Regions from separate parts of the Mus musculus genome. Here region 2 is linked to region 1. Evidence: chromatin contacts called from public Hi-C data. All regions are on one chromosome and are shown on one strand. Each heading gives the region's core, a stretch centred on a gene start, on an enhancer-like site or on the middle of the called end of the contact. The rest is flanking DNA. Distances are from core to core; before and after follow the strand shown.

Region 1 (5,719 bases), core at 919-3,418:
GGTGTCTGCTGAATGCTGGGATTTTCTTCTCCATATCAAAGCTCCTTTAATTCAGTGCTCACAACCAAATTTACATCTTAATTGCAGAGTTCACATTTAACAATATAGACAGCATAATGCTACTGGCAATTAAGCTTTTACTACCTGTTTTTATACAGTATTCTTAAGCACAGTCTTTTTTCTTCTTCTTCTTCTGTGTAAGTCCTGGTTCTAGACGCTTGTGTACATTTAAAACACACATGGAAGGAATCAGATGCCTATCTTGGATATAGCTCAATACATGGTGTAGGGGGTGTGTGTGTGACAAAATCGTGCCTGTCATTTTTACATCCTGAATTTTAATGTGGACGTTCTATTTTAGTGTTTTGTTTCTTAAAGACCTAGAAACTCTGAGAGGGTTGGGAGAGTTAAGCTCTGATGTGGTGAATTTAACACACACTGAATATCAGAGCTGTCTTATTTTGATCACAGAGATGATCCTATTCCTACCCGGTAAGACTTCAAATGCAGGAGGCTAGTAAGCAAGAGAGCTGAATTCTGTCAACAGCCTGGGTCTTCCACTTCCCAGGAGGTAGAAGATAACTCTTTGCTAGAAATAGCTGCTATCTCTTTCAAATGTGCATTTGCTAGTATATATATATATATATATATATATATATATATATATATATATATGTATATATATATATATATATATATCGCCTATAGTTTAAAATAGAGCACAAGAAATTCCTTTTTATATGAGAATTAGAAGCAGCCCCTACACTATTGTAACAGGAAAAATAGTGTTTTTCTCTTACATTGTTTCTTACACCTTTGACTGAGTCACCATAATTTTTGTCTATTATTATCTGTCTGAAACTGCTTCTTGTAGGCCAGGCTGAGGGGCAATATACAAAATATTCCTGAGTTAATTTTTTAAAACAAGCCAGATGTGCTATGTGTAGAAGATGTGCTTTACCTCAGTGCCAAATATTTTGGATAAAATCATATCTACATATAGTTTTGTTTATATTCACATGTAAATATGAATATAAATATAAATATTCACATACATGAATATGTCTCGTGTATTGAAATAGATACATGCTTCAGGATACTTTCAGTGCACTGCTTCATGTTCTTGCCACAAAAAAACAAAAAAAAAAAAACAAAAAAAAAACAAATGTCTGTTGATTTTGCGCAAAGTACACTGATATTCAAGGCTCTTGTTGCCGCTCCCTGTCCCTGCCCTCAGTCTTCAGCCCAAACCTGAAAGTGAAGCAGCGAAGCAGACAGTGCAGCCTGAATTGTTTACCTTTGTTGTGAATGGCTGTGCCTCATATATCAGAGAGAGAGAGGAGAGAGAGAGAGAGAGAGAGAGAGAGAGAGAGAGAGAGAGAGAGAGAGAGAGAATGAATTACCCACAGAAGCACAGGCCCTCTCTCTCCAACAGTATCCGCGCACTCTTCTGTACTTCTGTGTTGCTAACTTCCACCCCAGAGGGGTCGACCAGTCCTTAGGCTGAAACCATGTCGAAGAAAGTCGTATTTTATTTTTAAATGTTCTTTATATCAGGACACAGCAAGGAAAGGTATTGGTAGAAGTTAAGGAGACAGTAGAACACACGCAGCAATAATATAATAATAATAATAATAATAATAATAATAATAATAATAATAATAATAATAAATAAGTAAAACGCAGCCGTCCCCGGGGTTGAGAACTCAGTACACAGAATAAGGCCAGATAAACTTCCTTCACCACCTTCCGCAGAATCCTTCGGCCAAATCTATCGAATTGGCATGAGTTCTTTGCAAAAACAAAATAGGTCTGAGGTTAGAAAAACCAACCATAAATCTCTTCAGCGTAGAGTGAGTTAAGTTAGTTACGCTTGATATTTTCCCCTTTCTTTCTTTCGTTCCCTTAAAAAAAAAAGCTTCTCAGGGGTGTGTGAGGGTAGGAATTAAAAGAATAATAAGGGGGAAGCTGCGGATCGCTGGGGCTTTTGCAGCCGGCTGCAGCTTTGCCCACCGTGCTCCGGGCAGGCGTTCGCCCTGCCTACCTGCAGGCTGCGGCTCGGGCGGCTCGCGTCGCCTCCCTCCTGATTGGGCAGCGGCCCCCCAATCAGAGGCGCTCCTGGGCCGGTGGGACTGCATATGTAAAGCCCTACTTCATATTAATAAGCTCCAATCGGGGCTTTAAGTCCTTGATTAGGAGAGAGTGTGCGAGCCTCGGTCCCAACTGGCCGTGCCTATGGGCCTGTCACCAGGAGAACGCGTGTGTTAATTGCACCGGGCTCTGTCAAGGAAACTTTGATTTATAGGTGGGGTGCACAAATAATGGTTGTCGGGCGCACATGGATTCGGTAGAACTTTGCCTGCCTGAATCTTTTTCCCTGCACTACGAAGAAGAGTAGGTACCTCTTTTTTTTTTCTTTCCTTTGCAACTCGGCGTGGGGGTGCGTGTGTGCGGGAGAGTGGACCGGGCAGCGTGTGTGCACGCGGATCAACGTAGTGACCTGGGTGTTTGGTGCGTGTGGGTGCGTGATGGTGTCTGTCTGGTGCCTTTTGTGTGGAGGGTGATCTCCTAATTCAGTAAGTGGGGAATTGTTCTCCGACTACTGTGTTACCTTTGAGGCAGCTCTGTGACTGTCACTAAAACAGCTGGGTGACAGTCACTTCTCTTTCAGGTGCTAAGAATAGGCGCTGGGCACCATTGCTCAGTGAACTGTTAAAATGCATCTTTTACCCAGATCCATTTTCCCCAGGAAAGATGTTTTAAAATACAATATTCAAAATGATTTATACTACTGAGTGCCTCTTATGTATTTGCAGTTTGACAGATATTTGAAACTCCCTGTCACCCTTTACTGCGCAGAGTTAGAGGCAAAATTGTACATTTATTAATTCTCCTTCAGAGGACAATTTAGCAACTAGCCCCGTGCTGCTCCGAGCCAGCGTAATGGTATTTGTGTGGTTAGCATTAACTCAGTACTTAACTGGCAAATCAGTCCATTAAGTAACATGAGATTTTCACACATTATAAATATTTAAAGGGGAGAAAACTGAAGAAGAAACAGTAGAGACTTTTCAAAAAAAAATCTTCTCTTAAATAGACAATGTGCAGGTCCTGAACTTGGTTATATATATATATATATATATATATATACAATTATATATACATATATATATGTATGTATATATATATATGTATATATATGTATATATATATATACATACAATTATATATACATATATATATAATTTCTTTAAACCCAGTTCACTGATATTTATGAATACCTTCTTGGATATTCTATATATTTAGATCATTAAAGGTCCAGGGTAGGGGTAGGAAAAGCAAATTGGACTCTTTTGTGTAAATGAAGAGGTCATAAACTTAACTTCAACCCACTGTTAAGATAAAATATCCATGGACCACGGAAGCTGACACTGGTCTCTTGATTTCTGTTGAGTCAGTTATATTGCTTTTGCATTACAGTAATAGCAACTGTTATAATTTTTAAAAGAGTGCTCTTGGCAAACCTTTCTCTTGGGAGACTGTGAAGAAAACAGAACTCTGAGCGCTGGGGCAGTGTGCTGGTGGTAGAAGTCCACTAGCTGTCCTCAGCCACTGCCCTTTGCTTTGCATCATAATCAAGCAGGACCTAGAAGTGGCTTGTAGTCTCTGGCTGCCTGTGTGTGTTTGAGTCTGTGTGTGTGTGTGTGTGTGTGTGTGTGTGTGTGTGTGTGTGTGTGTGAGAGAGAGAGAGAGAGAGAGAGAGAGAGAGAGCGCACACTCTCACAAGAGAAGACTAGGATCCGAAACACCGAGAGGCTGTCTTTGCATCTGTTTGAAACACTTGAGCAAGAGCCAACCTTAAAATGCTCAAGAATAAAAATGAAATACAAACAAAGGTAAGACGGCCCAGTCCAGCACGGTGCACCTGGGCTATGGAATGGGAGAATGAGAAATGTCTTCATGTCAGTGAGAAAGCCTCATGCTCACTCGGAGTCTGAACTTTGCCTCCCAAATAAATAAATAAAGCAAACTTTAAATATTTCTCCAAAGGGTTCATGGAAAAAGGAGTTTCCTTGCATTTAACTTCTTATACCTAATTTGAATAATTAGTTTAGATAAGCCTCTTAGAGCAGATGCATTTAAATGAAAGCAGGGCACATGTCCTTTTGGCGTTGGCGCAAGATTCAAACTAGCTTTTCTCTCTCTCTCTCTCTTTCTTTCTTTCTCTCTCTCTTTCTTTCTTTCTTTCTTTCTTTCTTTCTTTCTTTCTTTCTTTCTTTCTTTCTTTCTGGCTCAATTAAAAGTCATCTTTTAAAAACACAGATTTATTGTGTGGGTGCAGTTGTGGCGGTTACGTGGTTCACTGGACAGACGGAAAGATCCAGGGCTGAGCAATGAATGCATCTGCCTCTCTGTCTCAATTAATAAACCACAGAATTTATACATGCTATTAATATTCATAGTAATTGTGCTGGTTTCAACCCCATCACGTGTGTATACACAGAAATGAAACCTGAGTTATGCAGTTTCCAAGGAAAATATTGGACCATTTCTGCTTGGGAGGCTGTTAAAAAGATTCATGCAATTTATTGACCACCATTAAGAGAGCTTAAAATGTTAACCTTTAACTATGTAAGTACATACATTTTTTTTTTCGGAAAGGCGCCAGCACTTTCAAGAGCACAATGCTGTAACGCTTGTTTCGCATTGAATAGCAGTAATAGCTGATAACATAAATAGACGGAAATAAGTATCTGCTGGTTTTGACATATGTGTCTGTGTAATCATTCTAAATGAGTGCGCTCCTCTCACGAATCCCTTTCAACCTCTGATTAAAATGTAACATTGACTACAGGATTATAGAGCGGACTTAATTTTACTGACTGTTTTAACAGTTGTCACAGCTGTTGGAAGAAGGCAATTGAAACACTCCAAAACCGACAGGGAGGGGAGGTGGCAGTTTAGGAAATATCAGCTTTGATCATTGAAATCCAGACAGTGAACATTGAACAGTTTTGTGTTTTTAAGGATCTCTGCGCAGAGCGATGTGCATTTTATTGTGTATGCTTTCCTCTGTCTGTTTTAGGGTGTTGATTTTTATTTTCCCCTCTGACTCATGCATTCTTAGGAAAAGCTAACCTGAATTGAGACAGACTTCTTCCAAAGTAATACTATCATGGGGAAATATGAAGAATAAAAATAAGAAAGAATTCTGTATATAACCACAGCTACAACAAAAGCCTAAATCATAATGGATATGGTTACTATATATATATATATATATTTTTTTTTAAAGGAAAAATAGGAGCCTGCCCTAAGTTCCTTTAGATACCATAGAATTTGAGAGTCATCAAGAGATACTTTAAGTTTATTTTTCTGAGGTAGAATACCCAGACTCCAGACTTGGAACTCTACTTTCTGTCTTGATCCTTCTCTATAAATCTGTTGCAAACACCTGCAGCCCTCAAGGTAGGTGGTGTAGGTAGGGTCTTCGGACAATCTCTCGGTAAATCTCTGGAAATGACAGCCAGCAGCAATTAGTGTTCTTTGGCTGTAAAATCCTATAAACTTGCCCACCACAAAACTGAACAGAACATTTCTGTTTTTCAAAGAATTAAATAAGTATGATGCATGATCTAAACTATATATGTATATAGTGTAAATTGTGTGCGTCTAAATGACTTGCATTATGGAACTCGTGATTTATTTATTTTCTTCT
Region 2 (5,719 bases), core at 2,367-4,866, 730 kb after region 1:
GCCCCCCAACACCTGAGCAGTGAGGAGGGCTTTCAGGATGTCCATGGGATGAGGGGGGCGACCAAGAAGTAAAGGGGGGAGGGGCATAGTGTTTTCTATGGCCAGAGATAGGCCTGTGACATTGACCTTGCCATGATAGAGAATATTTTAACCACAGAGGCTCCAAACCAAACCTTGTACTTTTAAAAAGTGGGTAAGGAGCCTCTGTGGAAAGAGAAAGCTAAACAGAAAACCCTTTCCTTATTTTTAGCCTTGCAAGCTAAACCTGAGTCACATGAGAGGGAAGGGAGGTGAGACTTCAGCACCGTGGGTATTCAGCGAGCTGATGACGATCATCCGAAATAAGACTTCTCAGACTATATACGATGTAAATGTGTGTCCTTGAGGGTGCTTGCATTTAATAATTAATATTACACAGCAAACACACTCTTATATGATTAGTGTACTTTAGAATGTAAAGCCTTAACCAGCATCCTTAAGACAAATCTACGCAGAGGAAAGTAGAAATCTTTTAAATTGGTGTTGAGCCTGCTTGTAAATGATTGTGCCAGAGCCAAGTAACTACCACCTTGGGCATTTCAGCTGTGCCCCATTTCAAAGATGAGACCCAAGCTAGGCTTGTAGACTATTAAGTCCTTTCAGGGAGGGGGGGGGTAGGTCACATGACTCTCAGGTGAGTGTACAGCCACTCCCTGCCTGGTCTGAGCAACTATACCTTTATTACTTGTGGTCTAGGGAAGGGACTCGAGTATGTAGGCTGTGGGAAACTAAGAAAGGGAGACTCCATCCCTGCAGCTATGGGAAGTCCTTGGCCCTGTTGGGTAAAGGCTTTCCAGGTCCAGCCTGTTGGAGCAGGAACATGTACATCCCTGTAAGTAACCCCTCACCTCTGCTTTGGAAGGAAGCTCAATCATTTCCTTGCTCCCTAGAGTGAGTTCTAGCAGAACTATGCCTTTGCTTGTTGTTGGGACCTTAGGAGAAGGGTTTGACATTGCTTGGACTTCCCCCTGGGAAGACATTTTAGCAACAGTGCTTAGATTATATTCCATTAATGAAGAAATTTGAGATGCACCACGTGATCGTTTTGTTTCCAGATATCTTCCCCAAATGCTCTGAATATTAAGATGCTGCCCCGTTTTACACTTTCAAGTGTGCACATGAATATCTCTTCTACAGACAAAAAGGAGCCAAGGACAAATGGACCATTTTCTCCTTATATGTGTGGGCCTTTAGCTTTGTGTATGTCTATGCACCACACATGCATGCTGGTACCCATGGAGGCCAGACAGAGTACTGGATCACCTGGAAGCCTGGAACCGGCATTACAGGGTGATGTGAGCTTCCATGTGGGTGCTGGCAATCCAACTCGAGTCCTCTTCTAGAACACAAGAGCTCTTACCTGCTGAGCCATCTCTGCAGCCACCGAAGTCCCATAATTCTCAATACCAAGAATGAAAGTCTCTGCATGTTTGTCCCTATAAGCCCCCCCGCCCCCACTGCTTGGATCACCACCCCAAATTCTTGCATTTCCAAAATTAATAAGGGCACGTATTTTATTGTTATTTCTTAATTCTTCTTTTATAATCTTAACATTGGATGAGTCTGTTCTAGCTATGTGAGCAACAAAATCTTTTTAAAGGATGAATGGAAAATTGCATTCACCTGGCCTCAGTCTCCCACCCTGAGCTCTTAAATCCCCTTTGAGCACATAAAGCAGCTCTTCTCTTGCAAACTTGATCTCCAATCGCAATAATCAGATAAAAACCACATATAGAAGTAACAAGAAATCCACCCCGTCCAGCCTTTCTTAGTTTAATAAATTAATAAGTAATTTTTATCACACTTGCCCTATTGCTATGGGTTCATCTTTACTGAGAGCCCATTCTATATCAGACACCTGGCAGTAACTTTATGTTTATTCTGGCATTTAAATTATGCTATATTTGAAATGTTCTCAAAATATTTTTAATAAGCATTTTTGTTCTGAAAAAAAAAAAACAGACTATTCATGTTTGGAAGTTCTCAGTGGACATTGTAAGATGATAATTTGGTAACTACCACATACAGGGCTTAAACAGCCAGGGTTAAACTTTCTCCAATCTTCTTAGAGAGTTCAAGCGCCTGAGAACTGCTGACCATAAACAAAGGTGGGTGTTTGTGTAATCATTTTAAATAGATTGTTACATGCACTATCTGGAACATTCTAGAATACTAAAACCCTATGTAGATTCTTATAGTAATGCTATCTCATTCTAATCATAATCCTCCCCAAAATAATACCTTTCCAAGGTTGATTAAATAAGAGCCTATAAAAGATGGGCATGGTCTAGAAGAGCAGCCAGTGTACGTCGGGGGTAGGCAGGAGTGTCAGGAAAGAGCCCTATGAGCAGAGCTGCCTGTGTTAACCCAGGTACAGCCGAGTCTACATGGATAGCTGCCTTTCTGACAGATATCTACAGCATGGGCCTTTCTCATGTCAGCAAAGCACATTTTCTCTGCAATCCAAGATTGTCCATGGAAGCACTCGCTGCTGTTCACCTCATCCTATGCCCCTGTTCTAGATAGCCAGCCATCCCTCCTGACCTCCACGCAGCCTAGTCTCAGGAGAACGAGGAACGGAAGGTCCTCGGGAGTTGCTTTCTTCCCTGCAGACTCTACAGCACAGCCCTTTCTACTCCCAATGGTAGCTAGAAGGCTGCTGCTCCTTCATTAGCTCGAGGAACCTCCTGCTGGAGTTCCCCACCCGAGTCACTTGTCAGAAAGCTGAGAGTGGACCATGTGCAAGTCTGCAGCTCGAGTTTTGCGTATTTGTTTTAGGGGTACAGACGTGATACCAGCTACATTATTGCAACATGAGTATTTCTTTCTCTTTATTCTATTGGTCTTCCTGCACTTGGCTCTTTCATTATAGCTGTCAAAAATTCTTTGGAGGAAGTTGTTGGGTATAAATAATAAATTGATGAAAGAATTCATGATTAAAGAGGAGACAGAGGCTGCCATTCTAGCTAACACATTGCTGGTGAATATTGTGGCTATCTTAACAACTGGTGTGTGATGTATATTTGTCTAAGGGCCATCTGTATACGACCCCCATGGTTTTTAATTCACTGGCAAATTTAGGGGTTATTCACTTAGGAGTTAATTTTACTGGAAAGAGTTTTTAAACTCAGTGTGGTTCTCTCTATGAGAATGCTAAAATATTAGCTTGAGGGCATTTGAGAATGTAACAGGAAAACCGCGGCCATCGTTGCGAACTCCATAGCAAACAAGTGTACAAGCCTTCTCATCCTAAACCACTGAAGACCGTGTGCACCCTCAAGTCGGGAGCCATTGATAGTGTTGGACCTATGCACACACACCCCTCCATCACACACCCCCGAGATTATTGTGAAAAGACCCATGCCCCTTTCTTAACAAGGTCATGACTTTCTGTTAGGCTGGGGCAGAACCTGGCCAGTGAGCCAAGCAGTTTCCCACTAAGATCATGTAACTTGCCAAAATAAGACTGCTTTCAGTTATTAATGCCAAGACGAGCTCATCGGAACCAGGAGTCTGTGATTTGACCAGAGAGGAGGCTCCTGTCCCTGGCTCCAGGGGGGGATGCTCTCTAAACAATTACGCCCGCTGGAGAGAGCTGCTCCCTTGTATCTTCATCACTGGGTAGCTGAGCTGTGAGCCTGTCAGATTTCCTCATCTCCCCTCGAGTGACAGCGGCATTGACAACGTGTTATATTCCACATTGATTTTACAGTTAAGGGTCTGATTGTGATGTATAAGGATTTTACGAATTCAGCTGAGAGGCTGACTTTTGCCTTTTATCATTCCATTAAAATTTTATAACCATCTTTTTCATGTCACTTCACCCATGAATTCTTACTTTAGAAAGTGATAGCTACTGCGGTGAGCGTAACTCTCGCCGTGTTCACGGCTTTTTATTGTATTAGCCAACTACCCCAATTACAGTTATTACTCATGTTTTACATAATTGTGGTGACCCTTTCAACGGAGCAGTAGCAGGACAGTTGATTTGTATATAGAATTAGATGATCCTGCTTATCATTTTAAAGCACGAAATTGAAAGAGTGCCAGAAGTCAGGTTTTAACACTTCCCTAGCCAAAGGAGCTAATTAAGCCAAGTCTGTTTCTCTCCAAGCTGCTTTAAAGGACCCTTCTGCAGTGGAAGCAGGGACTGTACTCAGCCTCCCCAAGAGAGACGCTAATAAAATGTATGCAGGCTTTGGGGAGCGGGGATCATGAAATTGAAATTGAATGTCCCCTCTTCCCAAGATAAGAGGTCTTTAAGGAAGGGCTGTGTTCTGTGGGAGTTTGAAGTGCGAGTTGGGCTCATTATCATGGATGTTTTACCTATCGCACATCAGCATCTTCCAGAGAAATAAAAGGCTTTATTCTCATCACAGAGAACAAACTACATCCTTGTTGGTACTTTTCCCTGAAGAAGCTCATGGCTTGATAGCTCACAGAGGAGGGAATAATTATGTGAGACCCTGATGAAAACCTGCTCAGAAACATTCCGATTTTTAAGTGTATCTGATTCTTCACTGGGGAGAGGGGGCGAGATAGGGTTAGACTGAAGGCTTGAATCTCCACCATCGATCTTACAAGCTCCCATATCAGAGGAATTTTTTTTTTAAGATTGCAAAACAATATTCATAGTTTGCGAGAGTCTCACTTACTCTTCTCTGGGAAATAGCTAACTGTACATGACATGCCTGGCTAAGAAAGAGCCTTATCCCCATGTTGGTATGATAATTGCTTCGGTACCTGTGTACTGGAGAGGTGAGAAGAAATGTCACCGAGGCATTCAGATGGCTTTCAAATAGAAGGCAACAACAGAGCAGCCTGGGGAATTCCCGCACCAACATCACTAGGACACCAGGATTTCTCTCTCCACAAAGGACTTGTGACCAAATTGTCACAAATGTCACAAAAATGGTTTGATGTCGGGTCCCTTCAAAAGACGAATTAGGATTGTACCATGAGTCCAGTTGGTGACTAAAACGTGGGCCACTCTGTTTGAAAACACCCTTTAACTAGCTATTATCACAGCCACTGGCTTCACAAGTCTGTGGCTGCTTTAACACATAGACCTCGGTGGGACACTGAATCACACATTCACACTCAAATCAATGCTGTTTTAAACAATTACTAAATCCAACTATATCTTTTTAAAAGATTTTCAATAAAATCTAATGTTCACAGAAAAAAAAATCTCATAAATGTCAAAATTGCTGTGGGCAGAAAAGAGGGCTATAGTTTTTTTTTTTTTTTTTTTTTTTTTTTTTTTTTTTTTTTTTTTTTTTGATCTGTTGTAGCAATTTATAGATCTCAGGCCATGGTTTATAAGAATGCTAAATGTCCTGGAATTACAGCTGTTACTGATCAGTGATTGAGCCAGATTTGTGTTATTGCGCCATGTTCCTGCTTGTACCTAGAGAGCAGTAAAGCCGCAATATAATAAAAAGCACCTGCATTTTAAATGAAATTTCAATTGAAAAACTTAACAGCCCTTCAAATTGCAGAATTTAACGCAGCCCAGTAAAGCTTAAATAACACTTTGCCAGCTCGGGCTGAGGGGATTCGCATTCAAGGTGACTTGATTGTGTCGCATGGTGAAATTATTTACAATTAAGGAATTTCTCTGGAGGGCTGCAGAGAGCTTGCTGCCCCCCGCCACCTCTGCAGGCATATGGTGGGCCTT

Evidence for each region. Hi-C and Micro-C count contacts between places; a contact is called where the count stands out from the background.
Region 2: a contact with region 1 is called in a Hi-C map of cerebellum, with 2.1 times the contacts expected there. The contact joins the enhancer-like site here to the promoter of Esrrg in region 1. A contact is called at or near these places in 4 of 484 Hi-C or Micro-C datasets (cerebellar granule neurons, cerebellum, cortical neurons and 1 more) and 1 of 115 datasets of contacts at active chromatin or transcription factors (embryonic hindbrain).

Annotation. Positions count from the first base shown.
Region 1 is chr1:187,995,659-188,001,377 of GRCm38.p6, forward strand. It overlaps Esrrg (estrogen-related receptor gamma), which reads left to right and starts at 2,169. Exons shown (of 7, transcript NM_011935.3): 1 at 2,169-2,394. The coding sequence starts at 2,339.
Region 2 is chr1:188,721,690-188,727,408 of GRCm38.p6, forward strand. All of the region lies in intron 39 of Ush2a (usherin), which reads left to right. Among named protein-coding and RNA genes, the nearest start is that of Gm25269, 36 kb to the right of the region's middle. Within about 2 kb of position 3,617, at least 2 of the 459 cell types and tissues checked have an H3K27ac peak or open chromatin away from gene starts, as enhancers often do. A contact at or near this core is called in cerebellum, where this site is marked.